Regions from separate parts of the Mus musculus genome. Here region 2 is linked to region 1. Evidence: chromatin contacts called from public promoter capture Hi-C data. All regions are on one chromosome and are shown on one strand. The core of a region is the stretch at or near the end of the contact, and the rest is flanking DNA. Distances in the headings are between cores, read along the strand shown.

The links. Capture Hi-C pulls out chosen DNA fragments and counts their contacts.
Region 2: a promoter capture Hi-C map of liver shows a contact between it and region 1. The contact joins the promoter of Cyp2w1 here to the promoter of Sun1 in region 1. A contact is called at or near these places in 2 of 39 promoter capture datasets (the HPC-7 cell line and pre-B cells), 1 of 15 datasets of contacts at CTCF or cohesin (pro-B cells), 15 of 484 Hi-C or Micro-C datasets (B cells, CD4 T cells, the CH12 cell line and 9 more), 5 of 115 datasets of contacts at active chromatin or transcription factors (the 230-238 cell line, double positive thymocytes and embryonic stem cells) and 4 of 9 other capture datasets (adipose tissue, embryonic stem cells, liver and 1 more).

The regions. Positions count from the first base shown.
Region 1 is chr5:139,198,931-139,202,468 of GRCm38.p6, reverse strand. It overlaps Sun1 (Sad1 and UNC84 domain containing 1), which reads right to left and starts at 1,832. Exons shown (of 23, transcript NM_024451.2): 1 at 1,770-1,832.
Region 2 is chr5:139,350,794-139,354,331 of GRCm38.p6, reverse strand. Cyp2w1 (cytochrome P450, family 2, subfamily w, polypeptide 1) reads right to left here and starts at 1,716. Exons shown (of 9, transcript NM_001160265.2): 1 at 1,503-1,716; 2 at 330-492; 3 at 1-92. The coding sequence starts at 1,685.

The sequences.
Region 1 (3,538 bases), core at 583-3,082:
AACAGGCGCACACACAGGCTGTAAGCAGAAGCTAACGGACAGGGAGGAGGAAAGCGGGTGGGCTCTGGCTTTACCTTTAAGGTGGTGAAAAGCCGTGGAACTAGATAATGGTGATAGTTGCATAACGCTGTATACAGTTAAAAGGGGAGTCACCCACCCACCCACGCATGCACGCACGCAAGCACACACAGCAGCTGGCTTTCACATTCATCCCCTTTCTGCTCTCTCCCAGGAAAAACAAAGGGTAAATAAATAAACTGAGGCCGCCAACCTTCGGGAAATAAAAAGTACCTCTCCAAATCTCTGGCCCAACTCTCCAGTGAGGACATGGGACCACACACCTGTGACCCCAGCACTGGGGAGCTGGAAGCACAGCACCCAGATTGCAACTAAGAGCCTGCTGGAGCTACCAAAGACCTACCCCCAACAAAAACCTAACGACCAAAAAGGTAGGGCAGACGATCCTATCAGACCCTCTGGTGACTAGAGCATAGACTCATGCCCAGTCCCCACAGCCTGGGTAGAGTTCTCCACAGCCTGCACGCTATAAAAGTGCCGGCCTGAGCCGGGCAGTGGTGGCACACGCCTTCAATCCCAGCACTTGGGTTCAGAGGCAGGTGGATCTCTGGGTGTTCCAGGATCACCAGAGCTGTATAGAGAAACCCTGTCTCGAAAAAGCAAAGAGTTCAAGACTGGCCTGGCCGAGGAAACCAAAAGAGAGAAGAACCAGAAATTACTGCAACTCTGCTCAAGAACATACCCAGGGCTGGACCCACAGGGCTGTGCACACCTGTGATCTAATCCTAGGTACGTGGAAGCAAGAGGGTTAGGAACTCAAGATCATCTTCTACTATATAGTCAATTCTAGGCGGGCCTGGGCTATCTGAGGACCTGTTTCAAGATGCCAGCTTAGTTGCACACATCCCTTTTACCCCAGCACTTAGGAAGCAGACACAGTCTGGATCTTTGTGAGACCAGCCTGGTCTACACAGCCGAGACAGTCAGAAGTACGTAAATGAGACCCTGTCTCCTGACACAAACAAAGGACCGAAAAGGAACATGAGGTTGGGACGCAGAAAGAAAAAAGAAAAGACCTTAGGAGAGATCTAAAATGTATGAACAGTCAGGTTAAAATTCGACACCGGTGCAATGGACGGAATGGTAAAATCTAATTAGTATTTGGTCCAGGAGGCGCGAAGCGCACACCGCAGGACTACACTTCACTCTACACAGCGGGGAGCACCAAAGTTCGCCGGGCTGACTGCATCGGGTCCCCCCGGCTGCATCCAAAAAAGCTCCAGCGGGCCAGCTTTGGTACCGTCCTGCGTGCCGGGCTGGGGGCGAAGGCAACTAACACGGGATAACAAGCTGGTGGCAGGGTGTGCAGGCCAGGGACTCGCTACCGGGCCCGCGCCCATCGCCGCACCTACAACACCTGTGCCCCAGAAGGGAGCGCCCCGGGGATGGCGCCTGCGTGGGTGCGCCTCGACGGGTGGCAGGAGACCCCGGAACCCAACACGCAGGGGTCCGGGGCGAAGGGGAACCAGAGTGCCCGGGCACACGAGACAACTGGACTCAGGGCGCCGGGGCGCGCGCGGCCTGGCAACGCGAAGGGCGTCACGCGCGTCGTGGCCAGTTGGCGGTTCCCACTTGGGGCCATCCCTGCAACCTACATCCCGGCCCGCCCTGAGACAGTCCCTAGTACCCGAGAGGAGTCCGCAGCGCCCACCCGCCTACTCGTCCCCTACAGCCCGCTGGCCGCAGCTCACCTGCCTCGCGCCGCCGCCTCAGGCCTCGTCCGCACCGCCCAGGCCCGGGACCGAAGACTCCCCACATCTACAGCCAATCGCGCGCCGCGCCGGGATCGGAGGCGGGAGCGACGCGAACGTCCGTCAATCCCAAGCGCGCCTGCTGAAGCTCCAGGCCAATGGGGAGGCCGCTGACCCGCCACGGCCCTGCGGGGGGCGGGGAAAGGGCGGGACGTGTGGCGTCAGTGGGCGGAGCGGGCGCGCTGGGACTTGAGGGGCCGCACCTAGGGAGGCTGCTCCTCTCCGGTGGCGTTAGAATTAGGATTCTGTGCAGAGGCGCACGCGCGCGCTGAGTTCCAGGCAGGGCTTCAGTGGGCCCAGAAGATCCGACTCCTGCTGAAGGAGCAGTGGGCTCCCAAACACATCCTCTTCTCAGTTGTCCCCGCGTAGCGTTTGCAGGAAACCTCCGACGCCCTGCCCTGCCCTGCCCTGCGGGCTGGAAGCCAGAGCCTTTTCTCCTGGGGACTCCACCCACCAGGCCCTCTCTCACTTGCGCAGTTTTGCAAAACCTTGAATTGCATTTGTTTTGTTTATAGGCAGGGTTTTATTCTGTAACCTTGACTGCCCTAAAACTCTACTGTAGACCAGACTGGCGTTGAACTCGCAGAGATAAGCCAGCCTCTGCGAAGCAGGACTTACAGGCGTGTGCCACCACGCCCCTCTTGGTTTTTCCTTTTTTAACTGTCTCACTGTGGCCTAGAATTCACGACATAGCCCTGACTGACCTCCAGTTTGCCACAATCCTCCTGCTTTATCCTCCCAAGCACTGAGATTACTACCATATGCCACAGGCAGCTGGCTAGCTTTCACTCTTTTCTAAAAGTGTGTTTGTGTGTATGTCTGTTTAAGTGGATGATGAATGTGTGTGTGTGTGTGTGTGTGTGTGTGTGTGTGTGTGTGCCTACAAAGGTCTCAAATGCCCCAGAGCTGCCAAAAGGGGATGCTGGCAACCAAACTACAGTCCCCGAATGACCAGCAAGTGCTCTTAATGGCTGAGCCATCCTTCCAGACCTTGGCTTTTACATTTTAAAAAAATTAATTAATTTTTTTTTTTTTTTTTTTTAGAGAGGGTCTCCATGTAGTCCTGGCTGCCCTGGAACTTGCTATGTAGCTCTGCCTGCCTCCACTGGGACCAGTAGCACTTACCACCATGCCTGGCTGGTTTTACACTTTTTAGAAAGGGTCTGGAGCTGGGAAGATGGATTAGTTAGTAAAATGTTTGCACTGTAAGCGTAAAGACCTGAATTCAATCTCAGAATACGAATTTAAAAAAACCAAAAGCCTAGTGCTGTATGTTTGTCATCTCAGTGCTGGAAAGCAGAGACTGGAATCCCTGGAGCTTGCTGGCCACCAAACTAACTTAACTTGATGGGAACCAACCCAATGAGAGATCCTGTCTCAGAAAACAAGGTGGATGGTGGTTCCTAAGGAAAGACACTAGTGAAGGCACATGCATGTGCACACATCTACACACAGACAGGGTCTGTTGCCATTGATGGCTTGGGATGCCTCTCTTTCCAGCCCAGTGCTGGGATTACAGGCATGTGCCCACATAGCCTGCTGCTGCAGCTTGTGATAGTCACTCAGGATGCACACACTCACCTCCTTATATGGCAAGCGTTTGACAATATGTTGATTTTTTCCACTGGCAAGTTGAGAGACTTTTCTGTAATAAATGTTAGAGGCTTTCGAGCCACATGGATATTTGTGGCAAACATTGAAGTCCACTA
Region 2 (3,538 bases), core at 467-2,966, 150 kb before region 1:
CATGGATGGCTGTTGCACACCCAGGCTCTGCAGTGTGCGCACCGTGAATTGGCGACCCGCCCTCCAGCGAGCTCCAGAAGAAAAGAAAATGCCTGTCAGGTAGACATGAGCCATGAGTGCCAGCCACGCCCCATCTGATGATGCATGCAGGGAACAGGGGGCCCACTCGGGGTGGGGGGGCAGGCTCAACTCCATGCCCCTCCCATTCGGAGGTTACCCTGGGTCATACTTCTCCTGTCTTGCAATAGGCTGATCCTGTCTCTCCCTAGTACCAATCCAAGAGGCCTAGTCTCCCCCCCATCTGGCAAGGAACCCCAATGCCCACCTACCCCCACCTCGCTGGATGTGCTGGAAGATGGGAATTGGGGGCCGGTCGGCTAGCTCATGCCCGGTTCCAACCAAGGCCTCCCTCACCACCTCATAGCCCGACAGCACCACGGTCTTCTGAGATCCCAGATGGATTGTGAACATGGGCCCGTAGCGTTCTGAGAGCTGGTGGGGACAGACAGGTGTCAGACAGGCAGCCTCCACCCACCCTCTAAGAGTTACATACAGCCGTACTGTATGTAGGCTGGAAGCTTAAGAGCTGGAGAGAACCCCAAGAGCCCCTCCAGTCTCCCCAGGAGGGGGCGCTGTTCAAATGTTCAAACTTCCATCACCCCACTTCAAAGAGAAACCGTTGAAAAAAAATGAGAAAGCTAGAGTGGAATTTGTGGGTCTCACCCAGAGCCATGGCTGGATCTGCCTGATCTCTGCTCCTCAGACTGGGCCCCGAGGTAGGGCCTGAGCCTCTGAACCTAGTGCCGGCAGCCACGTCGGAGTCTAGCCTGACCCACCCTAGGAAAGGTGTGGCAGAGCCACTTCAAGCTAGCTCTGCAGTTGTGTGGACTTCTCTGCAAACAAGAGTCCCCAGACAAAATTCAAGGACCTCCACCCTACTGAGCCAGTTAACCCTGGCCAGTGGCGGTGCAGCCAGCTTACCTTCATGTCTGAGTTCTAGGGAGAAGCCGTACCTAGCTAATACCCTACCCAGACAAGGGCACTGCTGCCCTGCCACATTTCCAACACTTCTAGACACACCTGCCAGTCTCTTCCTCATTGTTCCAGAGCCCACCCTGCTCACCAATCCTGAGCCCTGACCCTTGGCTGCTGTCCTGTCCCATCTATCTATCTATCTATCTATCTATCTATCTATCTATCTACCTACCTACCTACCTACCTACCTACGTATCTATCTATCTATCTATCTATCTATCTATCTATCTATCTATCTATCTATCTATCTATCTTTTATTTGCAATTCTGGGATAGAACCAGGCTCTTGTGAATGCTAAGCAAACACACTACAATGAGCTATCTCCCTAGCCTAGGCCACTCTTGCTTCCAACATCTGCTCTCTGGGACAAGCCTCTGGCATCCTGAATCCCCCCTGGCTTCCCTTGTCAGTGCTGGGACACAGACACCATGTGAGCTGTGAGATGAAATAGGGTCGCCCACCCTACCTCCATCAGTGCCCGGTCTTGTTGGGTCACACCCAGCAAATGCAGGTTCCCCAGGAACGGCAGAGGGCGAGGCCCAGGGGGCCACCGAGGAGCCAGGGAGGGGCTCCGGGTGCAGCCCTGGAGCAGTCCCCACAGCCCCAGAAGTAGCAAGATCCCCCAGACACCCAGGAGCAGCAGAGCCATGTGAACAGCTGGATGGCAAATCCTCAGCTCTCCAGGGGCCCAGTGAGCCCTCTGCCTTATAGCCATCCTCCCCAGGGCGTGCCGGCACCCCACCCACCCCACCACCCCGAGAATGTGGAATGAGCAGTTTGCAGGAGACAGCCCAACAGGAGGCTTAAAGCTACAGGTTATGTGGAATGTGGGGTCTCCTCTGTGGCAGGGGGCCTGGGTTGGGGGCTGAAAGGACCTCTGTCGGCAGTACAGAGCCAAGACGTTTTGGTCACAGGTTATCCAAGCCTGGGCCAGGCGAGGTCAGGCTTCCAAGATACCTACATCCATCCCTCCATGTCTCCTCAGGTTCCAGTGTCACAGTCAGAGCCATGTCTATTCTGTCCCCCACTTTGGGAACCAATAGTTCTCCGTGGCCTCCCGTCAAAGTAGAACTTACGGGACTCTGAGACTAGACCCTCATCCTGAAAGAAAGGATGAGGGTCCCCTGTGTCCTCAGGACCCTAGTGCCCAGCAGGTACACTGAATGCCCTGTGCAGCCATCAAGGACCTCTCTCACCACAAGGACCTCAAAGCTCATAGCCTTCAGAAGCAGTGAGTGTCTGCTGAAGCTGAGGGAGCTCTCACCCCAGCAGCCTGGAGTAAGGGGCACAACCACCCAGACACTGAGGGGCCATCCCATTTAGGAGACCGTGAACAGACCCAGCAGGTGGCTGGGTTTACAGCCCTAGCTGTCTGGGCTCTAATCCTGTCTCTTAAACCCTGGAGGCCTCACTGGGGAGGAGGTGCCTCTGTGAGAAAGGGCTCTGCGGGCGGGTGGCTCTTGGCACCAGAAGTAGCTGGGTTGCTTCCCCGCAGCCTGCCTCAACATGAGGCACCTGGAGTCCTACCCCCCAAGCAGGGCCCCTCACCACGGGGCCTATTCCCTGGGGTGTTATCCACGCCCTGCACAAATGCTGAGCTGAGGAAGGCGCAGAAGCCATCCGCAGTCCTTACAGCCAGGTCTTGTCTGTGGAGAGAAGCCCAGCCTAGACTGCATTCACCCTAGCACCTCTCTTCCCTGCAACAGCGTGAGCCTGGGCTGCGACAGCTCCCTGTCGCTACTGTGGATGTCTGGGTCATGTTTCAACCAACTGCCACCAAGGCCACTTACAGAATATCCAAGCTAGGGCCCCTACCCAGACAGGAAAATCTACATAATCGCTGCAAGAAATCCTTATTGAGCAGTTGCTATGTGCCAGACTTGGCCAGGAGCGAGGGCTATGGAAATCAGAGGCAGAGGGACCAACAGGACTCTGATGTCACAATCCCAGGGGAGGATTGGTGTGGCTCCGTTTGCTTGTATTGGAAAGGAGGAAGTCAAGGCAGATGGTGTGCTGTGGTGTCTGCACGGTAGCTGGTGAGCTGAGATTTGCCTGGCCATCAGGGACAATGAATGGGATGTGGAGGTAGGTGTAGAAAAGCCAGGCAGGGTGGGACAGGAGACTGTCAGGATGATCAGGGCTGGAGTCTGCAGCCCCTCCGGGAGCAGGCACGAACTCCCATGCCAGCATGAGAGTCCCCATGGCTTCAGCGAAGACCCCAGAGTTGCCTGGGTGAGTTAAGTGTTCTGGTGTCCAGGCATCTCTGGACAACTTCCCCCGCAGTGTCCATGCTTCTGCATGGCTGGCTGGTGTGGCCCAAATCCTCCTGCTTCTGCCTCCCAGGGCTGGGATCGCAGGCAACACCACTCAGCTACCTTGGGAGTTATTTTGGGGAAGGAATTTTGCTGTTTGTTGTTATGGTGGTGGTGGTCTTGATACAGGGTCTTGTGTAGCTCATGCTGGCTTTGAACTCCTGCTCCTCCAGCCTCTCCTTCCCTAGGG